Linked DNA regions of Zea mays: regions 1, 2 and 3 are each linked to region 4. A link is a contact called in public Hi-C data. All regions are on one chromosome and are shown on one strand. The core of a region is the stretch at or near the end of the contact, and the rest is flanking DNA. Distances in the headings are between cores, read along the strand shown.

Region 1 (2,844 bases), core at 116-2,615, 150 kb before region 4:
AAACATGCCGTCATTACGGTGAAACTGAAGTAGAAAAGACCGGGAGTCACAATGGGTGAAGGGTGTTCATTGGCAACGACGAAATCGTGAACATACTCCACTCACTACAGAACCCAACCTCCACCACATCCTCGCCCAGAAGCCGAAGATGATGAGCCAGTTCCAGTGATCGAACTAACCAACACGATAACCACAAGACTGCACTGATAATGGATCATGGATGTTTCATCAAGGAAGCTAGAAGCGCGCGCTTTATTGCCATGAGCGCATCACACCAGACTAGTTATTTACAAAACTCTGCCACACGGCGGAACAGAGCGCCCGATCGATCGGGCCGGCGGAGACGACGACCACAACATCATCACGACTACGACGCTGCTAGTACTTGCAACTCCTACTGCTACTACCGGCTAGTATAATACACGGAGGCGCGCGCGGGGGGACCAGGACGGCCGCCGCTAATCAGGCGCTGGCCTTGTTGACCTTCTTGCCGGCACCGGAAGCGGCGGCGCGGGCTGGCTTGGGCTTGGGCTGCGCGGGCGCCGGGGCCACCTTCCTCGCTCGCTTCGCGCGCACCTTACGTGCCTCCCTCGACGGCGCCGAGGCAGCGGCCGCCGGCTTCATCTTGGCCGGCGCGGCGGCCCTCTTGCGCTTGGCCATTCCCGCCGACGCCTTCTTCTTCGCCTTCGCGGCCGCGGAGGGCTTCCTCTCCTCGGCGGCGGCGAGCTTGAAGGAGGCCTTGACCTTGACGAGGCGGCCCTTGGCGGCGAAGCCGCGCAGCTGCACGGCCAGCACCTTGCGGTAATTGGGCGGGAGCACGTCCCGGTGCTTCTCCCCCATGTGCTTGGCGATCGCGTACGGGCTCGCCCCGACCTTCCCGCCGTCCTGCGACAGGATCGCCTCCTTGATCATCTGACCTCGATCACCCCAGGTCCCCAGCAGACACAGCGACCGATCATCAGAATGAGAATCCAAGCACGGATGAGTAACCGACAAGACGACGACGACGACGACGGCATCTTTGCTCACCTCGAAATAGGGCGGGTGGTGCAGCCCGGCGGACTTGGGCTTCCTGCTCCGCGGCTTCCTCGCCTTCTTCTCCTTCTCGGCGGCGGGGTCGGCCTTCTTCTCCTTCTCGGCGGCGGGGTCGGCCTTCTTCCTCTCGTCACCCTCCTCGTCGGGCTTCTTCCCCTCCTCCGGCTTCTCCACCACCTCCTTCGCCGCTTCCGGCGCCGGCTCCTCGGAGACGGTGACGACCGGAGCAACTTCCTCAGTTACGGTTGCCATGACCAGAAATCAGTGATCACTCTCCGTCAGTGTGCGTCTGACGCAAGCGGTTGCTCCTACTCGGTACTCGCTGTGACGAGTGATCGGTGGTCCGTGGCGCCGTATTTGTAGCCTCCGACGGCGCGATCCGATTGGCCGCCCGCGGCCGCCCGCGGATCAGCATCCTCGGTCGGTGCATCCGGAGCGTACACGTGGCCGCGCGATGCGGTCGCCTGCCCCCACCCCGCCCGACGCACCGATGGTTCTCGACTTCTCGCGCGGCCTCGCGTGGACGGACGCCTCGGCTCCAGGAGGGTGTGTTTTCGCGTGTTTTTGGGTGGGTGGTTTGGAAGACGAATTCTGCATGACTTTCAGTGATTTGGTTGGGGAATTTCGAGTTCCGCTGGAATTCAAAGTCAGATGGGTGCTGGGGATTTGGAAATTGGAAAGATGACTTTGATTTGTGGGATAAATTTTGAGGTTTGTGAAAGGGTGTGTTTTTTGTGTTTGTGCTGGGATGGGGGCTCAAGGTTTGTACGGGTTGGGTAGAGGTATCGCTATGAGTATGACAATAAGTGGTGCTCTTCGATGCCGAGATCATACAGTGGAGTCTGAAACCGTGAATGAGATAAAAAAAAATTACTACTTATAGACAAGTTAGACTGCCATTCCGTGATTCCATGTTCTGTGACTTTTTCCATCCCTTCTCTCCGTACATTCATGTTCTTTCTCATTCCCCCTTCCATCACTTCTCTCCGTACATTCATGTTCTTTCTCATTCCCCCTCCTCGCGTACATCTCACGCCTATCTAAAATTAAATTTAAAAAAACACAAATAGCACCCAAGGGTATTCGAACCCACAACCCACCAAGCAAGTGTGCTCATAGCTACCACTACACCACATCCACATGTGTGTTTCTGTCTACATCTATTACAGCATCTCTTCCAAACTCACTTGCTACCCTCACACAATGTGCAGTAATAGATAAGTATCACCGAGATTCTTGATTTAGATTTTTGGATGAAGGAAGTAGTATTTAAAGAAGAACCTTGCATGCAATTTCTTTTGTTTGAATAATGTTTTCAACTTAAATTCCTTTTTTGCATGTGTGACATTTATCCTCCGTAATATTTTTCCATGGATCTGACTTGTGAGTCATTTTCATAAACCAACGCCAAAGATGAATCCATGTTTCACATTGGAAATCCCGAACAAACACCACTAGCAGGAGGCGCTCGCGTTGGCGTCGCTCATCGACGACGAGAAGAAGCTTGGCGACTGCCAGTTCAACCTCTGCAAGCAGTCCTACGTGGCCGCATGCGCTGCTGTATACGACAAGCTCCAGCGCAGCCGCCGCTTGGACGCGGTCCAGAGTGGCTGCACCGCACTGTCCGTCGTCAAACAAGGGGACCTCATGGTCGTCGCCAACTCCAGCGACTCTCGGGTTGTTCTGGGCATCGCATCCGACGACGGCGCCATCACACCGTCCAGTTCATCATCCACCTGAAGCCCAACCTGCCACGTAAGTCGCTACTGACATGCCATGAATTCTTGTGCGCTGGGACGACGACCGTTG
Region 2 (3,053 bases), core at 94-2,593, 220 kb before region 4:
ATAAATTGTGCAAACATATAATTCTAATGTCTCATGGTTTGCAGGTTCTTATGCCATGGAGATACTCTACAGGCTATGTACTTTTCGTATTAATCATGCAAACAAATTTGTGTCTGTGTTTAATTTCACACCTACTCCAGAATGGTGCAAAGATATACCACTAAAAAGATTTTGGGAAACTATTCTTCTTATTTCGAAGAAATATAAGGTTACATACGGTGTCAAACGTATTGGATGGTCACATGACATTTATATGTGGTGACATTCAATTCGATCTGATGCTCCAATCGAATTAAAAGGGTAATTACTTAAAATTATTATGTCATATATATAGATGTTATGTTTATAATTTCATAATATAACAAAGTTGGCAACTTTTTCAGTCTTAATACTGGTCATTTTGCTCTGCACATTATGGAGTGGTGGGACAGTGGTTTAAGAGCGCAACTTAGTATGGTGAGAATAATAGCATATATGTAATTTGTAGTTAAGGATAATATTACTTATAACATTTCTTTACATGATGGTGCGACTCTGCGTAGGAATTTATTTATTGATCTGTTGACATACGAGAGGAACACTTCGATTTAACAGTCCTGGAAATATACAAGAGTACCTTGATCGTATTATGGAAAAAACTAGATGAAATAGATAGTTATGCTTATGTTTATTTTATATTTATTGATTTTGAATTTTTGCCATTAAATCTTCTTGTTAAATTTTATATAATACACTATCAGGTGAGTGTCCGTGCGTTACAGGCCTGAGTTTCTCTTTGATATCATTCCGGATGGCTTGTGGATATTGTCATCCATCTCATAATCGTATAACACATATTTGTATATATAAGTTATCGAGATATTATATGTTCCAGATGCAATGCATGGACACTGACCTATCTTATATAATACACTAGGTGAGTGCACGTGCGTCACAGGCCCGAGTTTCTCTTCGATGTCATCTCGGACAGCTCATATATGTCATCCTTTATCTCATAATTATATAACACATATGTGCATATATAAGTTATTGAGATATTATATGTCCCCGTTGCAACACACCGATACTGACCTAGTATTTAAATAAGATGAACGGCAAAGGAATTATTTTAACCGAGAAAATAACTCATACGGCCTGCATAATTACTCGGGAATTCTACTTAATTACACAAATGTTTGGCTGAGTTTTTAGGGTTCAGTCGGGTCCACTAAAGCGTGGCCCAACAGCCTGTGGGACCAACACGGCCCATACCCGCCTTCCAGAAGATTCGTCTACGCCTTCTCCCTGGAAAATTGCTTAGGGTCGCACAGCACAGACCGGAAGCACATCGCCCACCCACCCGCTGCGTCCCGCTCACCAAGTCACCACTCACCAGCCTTGCTGCGCGCGTCCTCCCACCCGCCGCCCGTAGCCATGGTGAGCCTTCTCTCCCGCCGCCCGACCTGTGTGCTATCCTATCCTATTCGTATCCCGTACTGACGGCGTCGACGCGCGGATGGCTGTGGCAGTCGGTGACGCTGCACACGAACCTGGGCGACATCAAGTGCGAGGTGTTCTGCGACCAGGTGCCCCGCACGGCGGAGAACTTCCTGGCCCTCTGCGCCAGCGGCTACTACGACGGCACCGTGTTCCACCGAAACATCAAGGGCTTCATGATCCAGGGCGGCGACCCCACCGGCTCCGGCAAGGGCGGCTCCTCCATCTGGGGCACCAAGTTCGCGGACGAGTTCAGGGAGTCCCTCAAGGTTGGTTGGTCTTCTTTTCGGTTGATGATTTGGTTGGGTCTTTCTGCCCTCTGCTCTGTGTCTGACGACGAAACGAATTTTTGTTTTGCTGGGTGGTGCAGCACAACGCACGGGGGATCATGTCGATGGCCAACAACGGGCCCAACACCAACGGCAGCCAGTTCTTCATCACCTACGCCAAGCAGCCGCACCTCAACGGCCACTACACCGTCTTCGCCAAGGTCATCCACGGCTTCGAGGTCCTCGACCTCATGGAGAAGGCGCAGACCGGCCCCGGGGACAGGCCGCTCGCCGAGATCAGGCTCAACCGCGTCACCATCCACGCCAACCCGCTAGCCCTCTGAACTACTACTGCCTTCCACCTGCTCCTGCAGTCCTGTCCCGTGGCCTTATTAATTACTATTATTACTCATGGAAATCAGGATGAGGAGAGTAATTTCGCGAGGACACTTTTGATTGATTTTGAAACATGGATCTGTAGCTCTCTAAACACTTGTAGTTGTAGAGCTCTAAAAAAAACTTTAGATTCTCATTTCTGAACAACTTCAGATTTGCGAGTTCTGTTTCTGGGTATCCTAGAGACTATAGTTCTGCGAATAATTCAGCAGCAGACACCACCTTTTTTGTGTATCTGTCTGGATTTCTGGAACGTCGGCTTCAGATCAACGGCGGCCATGATACTGAAGCCAACTATATACAGTAGACCTTCAACTACCACCACTCGACTCGAATCCAGATGTCAAACTGTACAGCTATCACGCGACGAATACTTCTGAGCTACAATTACACATGGATTCTCGCGGACTTCAGCACTCCAGCTCGCGAGCACAGTTTACTAGTCCAGCACAATGGAGGGGAGAACCTACAACGCTGTGGTTTCATGAACGCAGAAGTGCTCCATCCACTACAAACCAATGGCATTACAGAGCATAGCAAAAGAGAGGGTTTAGGGGATGCAGGGCAAGGCGACGTTTGTGTGATCTCTCCCCCCTTCCAGGCTCAGGCTTCAACGTGGCCGCCGGCTGGCTACCGGATGGTGATGTACCGGTTCGTGCCATGCTTGGCCCAGTGGTCCTTGAGGTCCACCGGAGTCGAGAGGTCATGACCTTCTGCTGCCAGCCGGCTGAGCAGCTTCGCGAACGCGCCCCCGCTCATCTTCCTTCCCCCCATGCGAGCGTGGCGCCTGTTGGGCATCACCGGGAGCGGGTGCATGGACATGTTCATGGTGCAGCAAGACGACTGCCACCCACCACTGCCCCATTTGTAGCATTGGTGGAGCTCCCCTGTGCATGAGCAGGCAGGCGCGGG
Region 3 (3,204 bases), core at 333-2,832, 220 kb after region 4:
AAAAAATCCCCTCGTTTGTCCCACGCCAAAGCACAGGTCTAGGGCTCAGCCCCGGCCGTGGTCGTTCTCACATGGGCTTCGATGCCGCTGTGTATGGGTGGGGCAAGGGTTCGGGGGTTTTCTCGACCTGTGTGAGAAGGTCTTCTTAATACAATGCCCGGGGGCTGTCTTACCCCCCGCAGGTCGAGTTTTAAGATTAAGGATAGGACACTAATCTGGGGTGTAATATATTTGGGTCACTTCATGGTGTGCCCTATATTTTTTCGTAAAAGATTGTAAAATAGGCACTGTTGGAGCTGTTTTTATGAGTTGAGCCCTATATTTCAAAATAGTGCACTGATTTAAGGCACCGTTAGAGATGCTCTAGACAAATAGAAGCAGAATAGAAACAAACGTTTGGTTAAAATATACAAAAAAAAAGATCTCTGATGCCATAACCAAAGAAATAGATGCACCAAACTATTGCAAACTTATATAACTAAAAGTTCCCTGGGATTGGCTTTCTTGAACAACACAAGAATACTACTGTCATACACATGATCCAAATAAAATTAACAAATTCATGTTGACAAGTAGAACATCACAGATTACTTCGAAGAGTCAAATATTCCATAACATCATCTATGGAGGTGAGTCTCAACTACCCAATTAAAAATGACATGGCCTTCAGTTCAAACGATAATAATTGGTTGATCCAGCAAAAAAAAAAAATGCCCCGCAAAGATGCCTATTAAATATGGTTCCAGGAAAGAAACAACATCACTTGGCATCCGAGCATTCTGAGAAATTGAATCAAGTTCAGGCAAATGCTCCAAGTAAAATTTGGCATGAATTGATCTGGTCGTTTGGGGTCCCCAGGGGGTTCTATTTATAGATTTCCTCTTGTTTGTTTGCTTTTCATTCTCACTCAGGCGGCATGGAGAAGATGTTTCTGAAATCTGATCTATGTAACGACATATTCAGCTCCAGAATTAAATTTGCACGTTCGCGGATCCTGAATAAATGAGCGAATTTCGATACGACGAAACGAGGTGAATAGCTGATGCGCACAACGAGACGGGCAACAGACGCCACACGCGATCTACTCATCTACGACACACCACGAGCAACGGTTGATCCAAATCACTAGCTACCGACGTACCTAGCAACCAACGCCACACAGCCTCCGATCCGCGAGAAGAGAACTCAGACTAGGGCGTCGCAATCATTACAAAACCAGCGCAATCGACCAAACAACAGCCCAGATCTAGGAGGGGAACCACACGTGAACGCGCGAATGAAGAAGGCCTGAGCTCCAGACCGACGACGGTAGCAGCGGCGGCGGTATTGAGGGTGCGGGCGTGGCGATCGGAGGTGGTCGAGCGAGCGGGGTGAGGGGCGCAGATCTAGCTGTGGAAGGAGGGGGAGGGAGAAGAGGAGCAGGATCTGAACTGACCTCGCGGGGTCTGGATCGGGCTCTTGCCCGGCTGCTTCGCCGACGGCGTGGGGGTCCGGAGAGGGGGCAGGGTAGGAACGCCCGAGGCGTCGCCGCTGAGAGAAGGGGGCGGGGCGAGGAGCGAGCTGGCGCTGCAGAATGCGACGGGGGAGGAGGGGACGCAGTGGATGTCGAGGCCTGTGGGGCGTGCGAAGTGGGCCTGGGCCTGAAAGGGCGGTCGACCCGTTCTCAGATACGATCCGCTCTTGTTAGTCCTATGGACGGGAGGGAGACTTCGCTTGGGGTTGGAGCCCAGGAAAAACTCAGGCGGCATGGAGGCCCAGCACCCGTCTCACTGGCAAAGTGGCAATACGCAGAGGCGGCAGAGCACTGCGCGTCGAGCAGTGCCTGCATCTCGCCACGTTTAGCTTCTTGAGTTGCAGGACAAGGGGCCATGTCCAATGATTATTTTTGCACTGTAGACAGACTACTGTTTATAGAGTAGAGGCGAAATAGAAGATGAGTAAACTGCTAGAAATAGCCTAATCTGCGTTTGGTAGCACACCTAAACACCCTTTCAACCCCCTCCCCCACAACAATTTGGACACAAACGTGTCCGCACCCGTCATTATTGGGGTTTGCCTAGGGGCTGGAGCAACAAATCGGCCGACAGCCGGCTCCGTGCCTCAAGCTTGCAGCGACACCACCCTAAATTTCAACTGTTTGTTAAAATATATACGAGTCATTAAGCATGTAGGTTTTGTGTTTGTCTTTTTACACAACGACGATACTTCGATTTCGCCCTCGGCGGCCCAGAGCAGCTATGGGCTAATAATAACACATATACGAGTCATTAAGCATGTAGGTTTTGTGTTTCTTTTTACACAACGACGATACTTCGATTTCGCCCTCGGCGGCCCAGAGCAGCTATGGGCTAATAATAACACATATACGAGTCATTAAGCATGTAGGTTTTGTGTTTCTTTTTACACAACGACCGGCTTGTTCGCTGCGGCTTGCTGCGGCTGCAATCCGGCTGCGGCTGCGGCTTCTACAGTATTTTTCTCTCTATGGATTGCAGCTGCAGCAGTCCAAACAGCTGCAACAGTGTCGGCTTGCAGCCTGCCGAACACGCCCGACGATACTTCGATTTCGCCCTCGGCGGCCCAGAGCAGCTATAGGCTAATAATAACACACACTAGAGGTTTGTTTTTTTAAATAACTTGGGCAGCGGCATTTCAATGGGTATACATATAGGGCTGTTCCCAGCATTATATTGTACCTTCTGCTTCTGTTGAAGACGCGCTGTCCAGACTGAGGACGCATCGATGGCCGATGGGCGCGTGTGTGTGTGTAAGCCACCATGTGTGTGTGAGACATAAATCATGTACATCTGGAAATAGGGCCGCTTGATCATCATCATCAGGCAGCGCGCGTCTCCGTCAGCTCGAACCGAATTCCTCGTTCCAGTTCTCCAGCTCGTCCCATTTGCTCTTCTGCAAGCTTGGCCTGATCACCGTCATCGCGTTCTTGAAGTCCTCGTACCTCAAAGGTCGCAGCTGGAGATACGAGATTAGAAACCGAGGGTTAAGTGCTTCGTACACTGACATTCCAAAGTTTCGCTGGGAAACAACCACTTATGTAGGGTATGTTATCTGTAAAGATACTACAGCTAGAAGTCCATTTAAGCTTCTGTTTTAACAGTGAAAAAAACTCAGAACGAGTGAACTTTATGTTCAGACTGTTTAAAACCCGTACCTGATTTGCTTTGATAGTAAGAATATTTTGTG
Region 4 (2,849 bases), core at 211-2,710:
CCAATTCAATTATTAACTGATACTGTTGTCTGGTTGAGGTACCTCTGCCTAGGATGATCCCCTAAACGAAAACAGCACCCTAAAAAGTGCCAATACAACAGACACTGCTTGTCGGAGAGGAAAGGAACAATCCATCATATTACTCCACAGGATGAATGAAGCAGTATCGCATCCTAAAGTAGTGAAGATTGGCAAACTTTTTCATGGTCGATGTAACCGAGGCGTCGGCAGCACAGCAAGAATAGGGGATGTGTGTGTTTTTTTAGGGACGGGGGATCAAACAAAAAGAAAGAAAAAGGGCGATTCAGAGCGGGATCCGTTAGCCTACCATCTTCAAGGCAAGTATCCCATCGTAGGGCTGGTAGGTTGCGAGCCCCCTGATGGTGAGGTCCCTGACCTCGTCCCCGGCTGCCGCGAGGCCGTCCAGCATCGCCGCCCCCGCGTGCTCCTCCATCCACCGCCCCACCAAATCCAGCGACAGCTGCGCGCGCGCGCGCGGAGTCAGGCGGGCCATCCATCAGTACAGAAAAATCAGGGAAGCGGATAACAAAATAGAGTATCCATGAGACGATCCGTACGTGGTTCTCGGCGAGGCCGAGGTTGACGACACCGTCGGGGTTGGACGCGGGGTGGTAAGGGTCGGCGGCGCACCGACGGAGACCGGCGTAGTAGAGCGAGTCCTCGTCCCCGGCCCGCACGACGGCCCCGCGCGCGGAGAGCGACGGCAGCGCGGCGCGCGGCGTGAGGAGGCCCCGCGAGTGGGAGCGGAGGATCGGGGAGGCGGCCGCGGGCGGCGGGGAGCCCGGCGCCGGCGCCGGCGCCGGCGCCGGCGCGGGGCGGTTGCGCTTGATGTAGAGCTGGAAGAAGTAGAAGAGCGCGCAGGGGATGAGGGAGCCGAGCACCAGGCCGCCCCGGCCCTGCACCACCCCCTGCAGCGGCACCACGATGCGCATCCCGCCGTCGGCGCGCGGCCGCGGCCGCGGGTCGCGTGACGGCTTCCTCTTCGTCCTCGTCGCGCGGGATGTCGCGTGGCCGTCGTCGTCGCCGTCGCCGCCGTCCCTCATGGGCGCGGCGGCAGCCCGTGCCGCGGCGTCGTGGTGTGGAGCGCGCGCCGGCGCCGGGGCGGCGGCAGCATAGGCGGGTGGTGGGAGGGAGGCGGGATTGGGTTGGCGCGGGCGGGGGGATTTGCGGGTTTGGGTGGGGGCCAATTCGCGCGGGGCTGGGTGGTGACTGGTGGCCGTCTGGCTCTGGCCGAGGCCGGACGGAGGGGGGAACACGCCGGGTTTGGCGTCTTGCTTGCCGCTTCTGGCGGCCCGCGGCCGAGTGGTGGAGTGGGGTGAAATGGGAAAGGAGCGAGTCCCGCCTCCCGTGATCCCGTCCCGTCCGTCCCTTGATTTGAGCGAACCACGAAACGGACGGAAGCAGCGGCTCAGGTCAGGTGGGGCATCCTCTCCATTGATCTGGCCAATAACTGTTTTCAAATACTAGATCTCTGCAATGGCGATCTCTCTCGTTTTTTTTTTGCACTAGTTACGGCGCGCTCGACCCAGGAAGCCAAGCACTCCAAGTTACGGCAGTGGTTTTCTAAAGTTGCTTTAACCAGCAAATCCGAGTGGCCCGTGCTGCCTGCCTTGCCGCAGCCGCCAACGCCACGCCAGGGCCAGGCGAGGCGAGGCCGGCCGTGTCAACGTGCCGTCCGCCCGGTCTTGCACTGTCACACTGACACGCCACGCGACAGCGAGAGCTGCGAACGGACGAACAAGGGACAACTTAGCGAGGTAGCCCGGCGGCCCAGCCGAGAGCCGTGGCGGCCTCCGCAAGGAAAACAGCTGGAGGAGCTGAGCTGAGCTGAGCTCCGCTCCAGAACGGCAGAACTTGCCTAGGTCGAGACAATTGCCATTATGGAAGAAGAGAGAAGAGAATTCGATGAAATAGAGGCGTTGGTGTTGGCTTTTCTGTTTTGAAGACGCAGCTGACAGACTCTTCCGGATATGGACAACAGACGGAGATTTGGGTTTGGTGTCAACATTAAATTCACTCTGTGCTCACGCCGTCAAAAAGTCTGGCGCCGCCGTTTCTTGTTGACGCGGGCTGCATCCCCAATCCAAAAACCCTAGCCGCCATTTCGTGTTCACGCTGTCTGCTTCCCCAATCCAGGAACCTAGTCGCCTTTTCTCTGCTCCTCTGCGGATGGATCTTCCTCCGAGCCAAGTGGTTGACGATGTTGTAGAAGCGGCTCGTGCTGCTGCCGTCGCGGCTTCGGAGGCGAGATGCGTGGCCGTTGTTGCTGAGAAGGAGGCCAAGGCTGCGGTTCAGTTCGTCGTCATTGTCGTCGACAAGGTTGAAGCAGTTAAGGCCTCATCAAATGTGGTATGTATTATCAAACTCATACACTCCTATTTTTTGTTGCTAGAAAGGGTACAAGTAAACTGATAGGAAAATAATATATTCGTATGCCATGATTATCATCTGGTTGTTGCACAGGAAAATGTCGACTTCAAGTATCATGTGAACATAAAGAATTCGTTGAGATACGCTTCTTCTGAGCACTAATCCTCAGTCTCTTCTTGGGGGTGATCTTCTTAACTAGCCATTTCCTTGTCGGTGGTGGAGTCTGCTGGGTTGTTGCATCGGGCACTTGTGAAGTGATTTGTGCACCGAGTGAAACAGCTCCATCGTCATCTCTCTAATTTTCTCAGCCAAATCACACACATGAAGGTCTTTGTGGTCTTTAACCCAGTTATTAAAAACCTCAACCATGTTATTTGTGATGTAATCACATTTGATATCTTTGTTGAAACCACTCCTGTACCAAAGGAATTTGTGGTGTTGGTCTAAGTACTCAGCAA

What was found. Hi-C and Micro-C count contacts between places; a contact is called where the count stands out from the background.
Region 1: a contact with region 4 is called in a Hi-C map of endosperm, with 5 times the contacts expected there. The contact joins the promoter of LOC103638138 here to the promoter of LOC100279580 in region 4. A contact is called at or near these places in 3 of 25 Hi-C or Micro-C datasets (bundle sheath, endosperm and leaf).
Region 2: a Hi-C map of leaf shows a contact between it and region 4, with 9 times the contacts expected there. The contact joins the promoter of LOC100280578 here to the promoter of LOC100279580 in region 4. A contact is called at or near these places in 5 of 25 Hi-C or Micro-C datasets (bundle sheath, ear and leaf) and 2 of 3 datasets of contacts at active chromatin or transcription factors (leaf and seedling).
Region 3: a Hi-C map of leaf shows a contact between it and region 4, with 6 times the contacts expected there. The contact joins the promoter of LOC103638140 here to the promoter of LOC100279580 in region 4. A contact is called at or near these places in 3 of 25 Hi-C or Micro-C datasets (ear, leaf and tassel).

Annotation. Positions count from the first base shown.
Region 1 is chr9:25,715,003-25,717,846 of Zm-B73-REFERENCE-NAM-5.0, forward strand. It overlaps LOC103638138 (histone H1-like), which reads right to left and starts at 1,366. Exons shown (of 2, transcript NM_001308055.1): 1 at 1,030-1,366; 2 at 224-912. The coding sequence starts at 1,287. The coding sequence ends at 463.
Region 2 is chr9:25,649,425-25,652,477 of Zm-B73-REFERENCE-NAM-5.0, forward strand. LOC100280578 reads left to right here and starts at 1,344. Exons shown (of 3, transcript NM_001153497.2): 1 at 1,344-1,416; 2 at 1,509-1,745; 3 at 1,847-2,264. The coding sequence starts at 1,414. The coding sequence ends at 2,089. LOC100273963 (BBR/BPC transcription factor) reads right to left here. Exons shown (of 3, transcript NM_001148350.1): 3 at 2,389-3,053. The coding sequence ends at 2,772.
Region 3 is chr9:26,083,574-26,086,777 of Zm-B73-REFERENCE-NAM-5.0, forward strand. LOC103638140 (serine/threonine-protein phosphatase 2A 65 kDa regulatory subunit A) reads right to left here and starts at 1,583. Exons shown (of 13, transcript NM_001347218.1): 1 at 1,436-1,583. LOC100273408 (AAA-type ATPase family protein) reads right to left here. Exons shown (of 13, transcript NM_001147845.1): 12 at 3,173-3,204; 13 at 2,623-2,973. The coding sequence ends at 2,857.
Region 4 is chr9:25,865,480-25,868,328 of Zm-B73-REFERENCE-NAM-5.0, forward strand. It overlaps LOC100279580 (1-aminocyclopropane-1-carboxylate synthase3), which reads right to left and starts at 1,461. Exons shown (of 4, transcript NM_001152577.2): 1 at 579-1,461; 2 at 329-481. The coding sequence starts at 1,064.